Regions from separate parts of the Mus musculus genome. Here region 2 is linked to region 1. Evidence: chromatin contacts called from public promoter capture Hi-C data. All regions are on one chromosome and are shown on one strand. Each heading gives the region's core, a stretch centred on a gene start, on an enhancer-like site or on the middle of the called end of the contact. The rest is flanking DNA. Distances are from core to core; before and after follow the strand shown.

Region 1 (3,574 bases), core at 586-3,085:
TTGGTTTCTGGCGAATGCATCCCATGGAGCCACACAGGGGTTTCAGCTCTCACAGGCCTCCCAGACAGTGGGTCTTCTGCCCTTGCCCCGTCAGCCTTGTGCACCTTTGGTGAGGCTTCTGGCCTCTGCTAAGTCACAGGCTTCCTTGAGGACAGAAGCACAGATGGAGCCTTGTACAGGAGCCATGCTGCTCGTTAGTAAGCCAGGGCCTTCGCTCTGCTTCTCTTGTGCCATACAACTGAGGAAGGCTCTGTGGCTGAGAGTCACCAGATTGCCTAGCAGGCGCTCTGTAGGGTCAGTGCAGACTCCCATCCTGGAGGATGCTTCCCCAGGGAAGGGAAAGGCGCCTCAGAGCACCTGCTCCTTCTCTGGAACAGGTGAGGGCCAGTGTGCGTTTCTGCTTGAAATCTGGGGTGGGTTTTAAACCCAGGAATATCAGAGCTAACCATTTGTGTCTATTGAAGCTTGACTCCTCATCCTGAGTCAGAGCTTGATGGTGGTTTCCTGTATGTAAATAAAACACCATTTCCCTGGGGAGACGCCCAAGGATATCCTTGTTTTCATATTCGCGCTCCATTGCCTTTCACCTCACCGATTTTGGCAAATTCTCTCCATTTGATTGGCCTCTGTTGGAAAATAGAATCACACTAAGGATGTTGCATCTACTTAATAAAGAGCAGCCAGCAAAGAAACATATGTTCCTTGTAAGCCTGAGGTCAGAAGCAGGCCACGTGAGCAGGGGACGGATAGTGTCCCTGCCCCAAGAGGCTGAGGGAGCGCTACTGTGTTGGTAACATCATGTTACCTATACAGGAGCTGTAGAAGACGCCTCCTCTTTGAGCAGCTGATAAGTGTTTGGACAAAAAGAATTGAGGGCTGACGAGGCAGAGTGCTAGCAGGTGCAAGATCCTGGGTTCAGTCCTGAGTTTGGGGGTGCACATCTGTAAGGATGCTTTCGGTTGTAAGTGGCAGGAACCTCCTTCAGACTATTGGCTTGTGCGGTAGTTAATCTTGCTTTGATTGAGAGATGTCTGAACAGCGAAGCACACATCTGAGTGCGTCTATGAAGGTTTTTCTAAGGACAGATTATTAGGGGCTCTGACCTGAGGTGTGACGTGAATTAGTCACTGATGGATGCCACTATGATGGTGGTCCTGGGAAGGGGTGGAAGCAGAGGTAGGGCTTGGTGGAGGGAGTAGGCCATCGTGCACTCTGGGAGCTGTGTCTTACCCTGGCTCCTTCCCTTCCTCATCCCTCTTTCTCCTGCCTCTCATGTGTGAGAGCCTCCCTCCATCACACACTCCCATTCCCATGGTGTCCTGTCCTTACACATGGGATCAAGTGACCCTGGATTGAACATTCTGAAACTGAGTGAAGATAGTTCTTTCTTCTTTGAAGTTGTCTTCTCAGGTATTGATAGCAGTAACTGATAGAAAACTGTCTGAAAAGTGGAGAGGGAATGAAAAAGAAAGAAAGGAAAGGACACGACTGTCTCGGGAAAAGGCTTCTTGTAGCTGTGTGGGAGAGCATAGCCAGGGGCAGGGACGTCTGGGAGAGTACAGAGTGGACATGACCCTGAGCCATGTCGGGAGAAGGCAGGAAGGAAGAGGAGAGAGGGGAGCCAGGTACAGCAGCCAGGACGCTCAAAGGTTGGATTGTATAGGGAAGAGCAGTCCAGTCCCTGGGCTGAAGAGTTCAGGGTAAATGGCTCGGTGTGCCAGCCCAGGAAGGACCCAGTAACCAGTAGGACTGAGGGATGCTGGGAGAGCCTGGCGTGAGGCCGACTTCCTAGCTGCTGCTTTGGCTTGATTAGCAGAGATAAAAAAGGGAACAAAAGCAGTGAGTGGGTGAGCCTGAAATTGTTTATAGTGGGAGGTTGGGGAGCCCCTCCTCCAACTCCAGCCCCTTCAGCTCCTCTCTTCTGCCTGCCCACTGGGCCAGCCTACCCTGTCACCTAATGTAGCTCCTCTCTTCTGCCTGCCCACTGGGCCAGCCTACCCTGTCACCTAATGTACTTATTAAGTAGAAGGGAAGACAACAGAATCAGAACCAGTGGGACAGTTGTTAGCTAGGTGGTTGTCCTTGGACATTCCCCAGAGGCCTTCGAGCTGCTCTGGGAACGTAAGCCCCTGGCGAGTCTCACAGTTCTGCCTAAAGGATGGTTGATGTCCTTAGAACAGCATACTTACTGTAATCCCCGGGACCTAGTGACTGGGAGAACTCTGTCCCCATTGGAGGAGCCCAGATAATAGCTTCCTGTAGGAACTCTTGTCAAGTTGGGCAACAGTTTGGACCTGAGTCTGCCAAGAGGGGGCTGGTGTAGGAGACATCATGGCGTCCAATGCTTGTTCCCTGGGGTAGTGCATACCTTCCCTTTCCTTCCAGCTCTGGGGCTCCGACTCCCCATAAGGGAGTTCTCTTTAGCTAAAAGGTTTAAAATTTTTCTGTCATATTAAAAAAAAAGCACTCTCTTCTTTGCCTTATGAGTCTTGCCTCAAACTTTAAAACCCAGGCTGTTGTTTACTGAATCCTGGAGCCAATAATCACTATATAGCCTTGGCTAGCCTGGAATTTCCTATGTAGACCAGGCTGTCCAGGAACTCATAGAGACCCACCTGCCTTCTCTTCTGATTGCTGAGACTAAAGCTCTATGGCATCATGCCTGCCCTGGATGACAGCTTTAAGAAATAATTACTATTATATTCCCCTAGTGTGTGTAGGCCTGCCATGGAGTCTGACTTCTCTCTACCGTGTGGGTTCCAGGAATGTACTCAGATTGTTAGTTTTGGTGACAGGCGCCCTTCCCAGCTGAACCATCTGTCCAGACAGATGGTGACGTTTGTGTTCTTTGTATTTGTCCTATTAGAGCCGTGTCAAACACATGACTGCCTGACTAGCAAAGAACGAGTCTGCATTGCTTTTAGCGATGATGTAGAAGCTGGCTGTCTTTTACATTGTAAGCTTTGGGGACTTCAGGAGGATGTTGTGAGCTGAACCCTGGGCCTTGTATGTGCCCAGCACATGGACCACCACCACCACCATGTTCCTTCCCCCTACCATGGTCCTGCTTCATCTAATAAACGTATCCACAAGTGTTGTCTGTCTTGTGTGTATGAAATGGAGAGAATGGTGTTTTCACCATCCGAGGACCGCAGCCTTCCTTTGTACTGTATTGATTTGTTCTCTGGGTGGTTTGTTCAGGAATATATTCATTGCTCTTGGGAAATTCAAAGATGATCCCAACTACCCCTTTCCCGTTAAAAATAGCTTCTGCAGTTTTTCTTATAAAATGAATACATGTTTATTGAGTGGGGAAACAGATCAGCAGAATGGAGTGGGCTTCTCCTCTAAGTGTCTGTGTCTGTCTGTGCGTGTGCGTGTGCGTGTGTGTGTCTGCACGTGTGTGCACACTCATGTGTACTGTGGTACTGGCAGATGAGCACTAGGGTCCTAAACATGCCAGGCAAACACTCTACCCTGAGCTATGTCCCAGCTCCTTTGTTTTCTGTTATCAGAATGGTGCTACAGGTAGGTGTGTGGCACTAACTTGTAAGCCCAGCACTTGAGAGATTGA
Region 2 (3,574 bases), core at 800-3,299, 1.0 Mb after region 1:
ATTAAAATATACTTTACTATTGAAAAGCCTTTTTTTTTCCAGTTGTATCTAATCAAAGTTTTAAATGTAATCTTAAAACAACTAGCTACTTTGGATAATCACATTCAGGTATTTGGTATTTTATTCTTTTGTAGGTCAGAGTTTTTATATTAAACTACGAGCTTACAGCATTGTTTTCTTATTGGCTGGCTTATATCTAGGATGTTTAAGAAGACTCCTAGAGCACTAGCTTTGGCCACTGGCCATCCACACTCACTTATTTCAGGGCTACTGTGGTGCTTCCCATCATTCCAGCAGGTAGACTCAAAGTCAACGACAATTAAGTAGGCATACAACTGTTCTGCAAAAGACCACAGTGTTCTTAGGTTCCGACGATGTTCCAAGGGCAAGGCTTCAAACTGTAACGTAAGCGTGGGACTTACTCAATCTGCTCCCTCCTGGATTTCCACTTGCTGGTGTAACTGACTTTCTCCTAATTAATCCAAGCCGCCTAAAAATGCAAGACACAGGAAGATCAATAAACTCATTTACACTGCAGTTAGAATATGATATTAAAGTAATAGCCCCAAACAGATGGCAAAATCATCTCTAATGTACGGTAAGTGGAGCTGGGTGTGAGGGCCCCACACCTGGAGGCTCAGCAGTCAGCAGGCCACGGCCAAACTGAACTGAGGGACAGCTTACAGCACACAGCAGGACCCTGCCTCAAACAACAGCTGCATACTGACTGAAGGAAAGGAGGGCTAGACTTTAAAAGTCCTAGGTCCTTGTGCGAATGGCCATCCTCTCTTGAGTTTAGTGTCCATTTTACCTGAGCGGGCTTCACAAACACTACTCTTACCTGTTCACGTTTTATAGTAGTACCGAGGAATTGACTATAAAGATGTATTTTTCAAGCCTTTGCTATGTACCAAGGGGATGATGCCTGTGCTTAAACTCTAAAAATGGAGGGGAGAAAGATTACCAGAGTACTACTGAAAGGTAATCTATGATTAAAAACAAAAACAAAAACAAAACAAACAAACCTCCCAACAGCAATACACTGCAGTCCAAAGAAGGGAAGATCCCAAATGATGACGAATACAACTTTAAGTAGACAGACACCTGGAATAGTTATTTTGGCTATTTGAAAAAGACAAGACGTGAGGCCAATGTAGGGATTTGGAATGAAAAACTAACATTTACTAGTCACTTCTTCAGCAAATATTTAATTAGGATGGTGACTTCTTTTAAACAATTCTAGGTGGTAGACATGTCTGCAACCTGTATTTTATGCAAGAGAAAAGTAAATGATTTGCCTAAAGATGGCCATAGTATGTTAACCTTTGACAGGACTTTTCACGCTTGAATCCTATGCTATTCATTAATACATCAGATAGGGGTTTTGTTTTGAATCTGGTTTTGTTGTTGTTTTGAGACAGTCTCACTATTTAGCCATCGCCTGCTTGAACATCACCATGAGGACCAGGCTGGCCTCCAACTTTCCATGCTGGTATTGTAGGTCCATTCCACTATGCCTGGTAAGTTTGATACTGTGTCCACAATCTCAACAAATGTGTACAACGCATCCAAAAATCTGTGCACAGCATATTCCCCCCCACCCCCCCCCAAAAAACCTGAGAGAGTCTGTGGTAATTCTGACAATAAAACTGGACTAGGCAGGTCACTTGGGCGCAGTGGCACCTGCCTGAGAACAGTGTGCAGAGCTGTCACGTTCCAGGTCCCAGGGGTCTAGAATGAACAGACCTGATAGAGCATGCCACGGTAGGGAGGACCCGGGGTTTCTCGGGCTCCTCCAACTTGTCGCGAATGGCGACGTGGGGCCCGAGAAGACCAGGGCCCTTTTCAGATCCAGACCAAACGACTGCGGATGAACACCGCCCACCCTAAGGGGAACCCCCTAACGTACCGCGCCAGTCTCTTGGTCGCCATCCCCGGACCCTGGGTTTCGCAGAGTTCAACGGCCGGAAGTCGGACGCCCCCACTTCCGGTCTGTTTAAACGCCGGCGCGGCAAGGGAAGCGGGCGCTTGTAGAGCGGCGGCGGCCGTCGCCAGCGGTTTGTGGGCGTTGCATAGGGGGCGGTTCGGGACCCGGGGGCGTGGACAGAGGCTTGAGGACCGGGAGCCCCTCGCTCTGCGCACGACGCGCCTCAGGGAGCGCTTTAAACTTCGCGACGGCTTAAATTGAGGAAAGGAGGCGTAGGTCTGTGGCCTTTTTTGCGAGGGCCAAGAGTGGTAAACTGGTTTGAGCCGCTTCAAGAGACAAACCAACCGTCACTCCTGTCTAGCGCTTTGCTGGAGAGAGGCCGCGACACGGTTTCCTGGTCGCCGCGGGGTCCTCAGCTCCAGCTGATCTTTCCCCTACAGCCTGATGGAGCAAGAGAAGGAGGAGGCGAACTCCAGGAAGAGGAAGGAGGCCCCGAACTCCTCGGCCTCGGCTACAGAGCGGGATGGACCTCCTTCGCATATTCAGGACCGCGAGCCACAAGCCAAGGTGAGCAGAGGAGAGAGCCCAGCAGGCTGGCCCGAAGTCACTTGTGGCTGGGAGTCACTTTCGCCAGCACCCGAAGGGTCCCTGCCGAAGGGTAAGGGCTCACCCACTGACCTCACTCAACTCTGCTCCCTTGGTTGTACCACCTCGTCCAGGCTCTCTCCATAGTTTAAAACTGACTTAGTGTCTGGTACACAGAATATTCATTTAACAAACATTTATTAAGATCCGTATAACAAAATATTTCAGGAATATCCATGCACACCTAAACAGGATTCTCTTGTTTTTATACAATATTTATGAAGAAGTAAAAATGAATGGTCATTTTGATGGGGAATTTATCCTGGGGAAATGATTAGATGGAGGAATGATACCAGTAATAAGAATGTTTGCCCTAGTATTTGTATTTTTAAATGTTTCATCGAAAAGAGAATTTTAAATATAAAATTTTCATTACATATTTAAAAATGCACTTAGCCTGAACCATTTTCTCATGTTAAAGTTGTGGTTATATAACTGACTGATAGGGAAAAATATAGATTAGGGTGGGGATGGTTAGAAAGCAGATGGATGTTTGTAAAGTCCCCTGGGTTGGAAACGGTAGTCCAGAGATTAAAAAGCTTGATCTTCGGAGGCTGCATTCCCGCTGTGGCTTTTAAACCTCTTTCTTCATTTCTTTGTTGTAAAATGGGAGTATGGTGATCCCCACTTAAAAGTTCTAAGAAATGATGTAGTACAAAGAAATTTCTCAAAACTGTGTGGCTAAGAGTCAGCAGTGTGGCTCAGTAATAGAGGACTTGCCTTGCATGTGCCCAGAATTCAGTCCCTAGAACAGAAACTCAAAAAAGTGGTTAATAGTAAATACCTAACCTTAGCTCAAGGCCATTGTATAAGTTAGGGTCTCTATTGCTGTGATAAAACACCATGACCTCATAACCAAAATCATCTTGTCTAGGGATGGGTTTATCTCAGCTCTCATAGCCAGATCACAGTCCTATTCACAATTCTTCACTAGAATTCAGGTCAAGAGCCAGGAGGCAGTAACTGATACAGAGGCCAGGAAGGGAGGAGGACTGCCTACCA

The links. Promoter capture Hi-C pulls out the DNA fragments that hold promoters and counts their contacts.
Region 2: a promoter capture Hi-C map of hippocampal neurons shows a contact between it and region 1, with 3 times the contacts expected there. The contact joins the promoter of Eri2 here to the enhancer-like site in region 1. A contact is called at or near these places in 7 of 39 promoter capture datasets (the 3T3-L1 cell line, the C10 cell line, hippocampal neurons and 3 more) and 1 of 115 datasets of contacts at active chromatin or transcription factors (large pre-B cells).

The regions. Positions count from the first base shown.
Region 1 is chr7:118,775,981-118,779,554 of GRCm38.p6, forward strand. All of the region lies in intron 12 of Vps35l (VPS35 endosomal protein sorting factor like), which reads left to right. Among named protein-coding and RNA genes, the nearest start is that of Vps35l, 37 kb to the left of the region's middle. Within about 2 kb of position 1,836, at least 45 of the 459 cell types and tissues checked have an H3K27ac peak or open chromatin away from gene starts, as enhancers often do. A contact at or near this core is called in hippocampal neurons, where this site is marked.
Region 2 is chr7:119,792,009-119,795,582 of GRCm38.p6, forward strand. Eri2 (exoribonuclease 2) reads right to left here and starts at 2,050. Exons shown (of 9, transcript NM_027698.5): 1 at 1,910-2,050; 2 at 423-490; 3 at 257-340. The coding sequence starts at 1,932. It overlaps Rexo5 (RNA exonuclease 5), which reads left to right and starts at 2,114. Exons shown (of 20, transcript NM_001370778.1): 1 at 2,114-2,203; 2 at 2,368-2,494. The coding sequence starts at 2,372.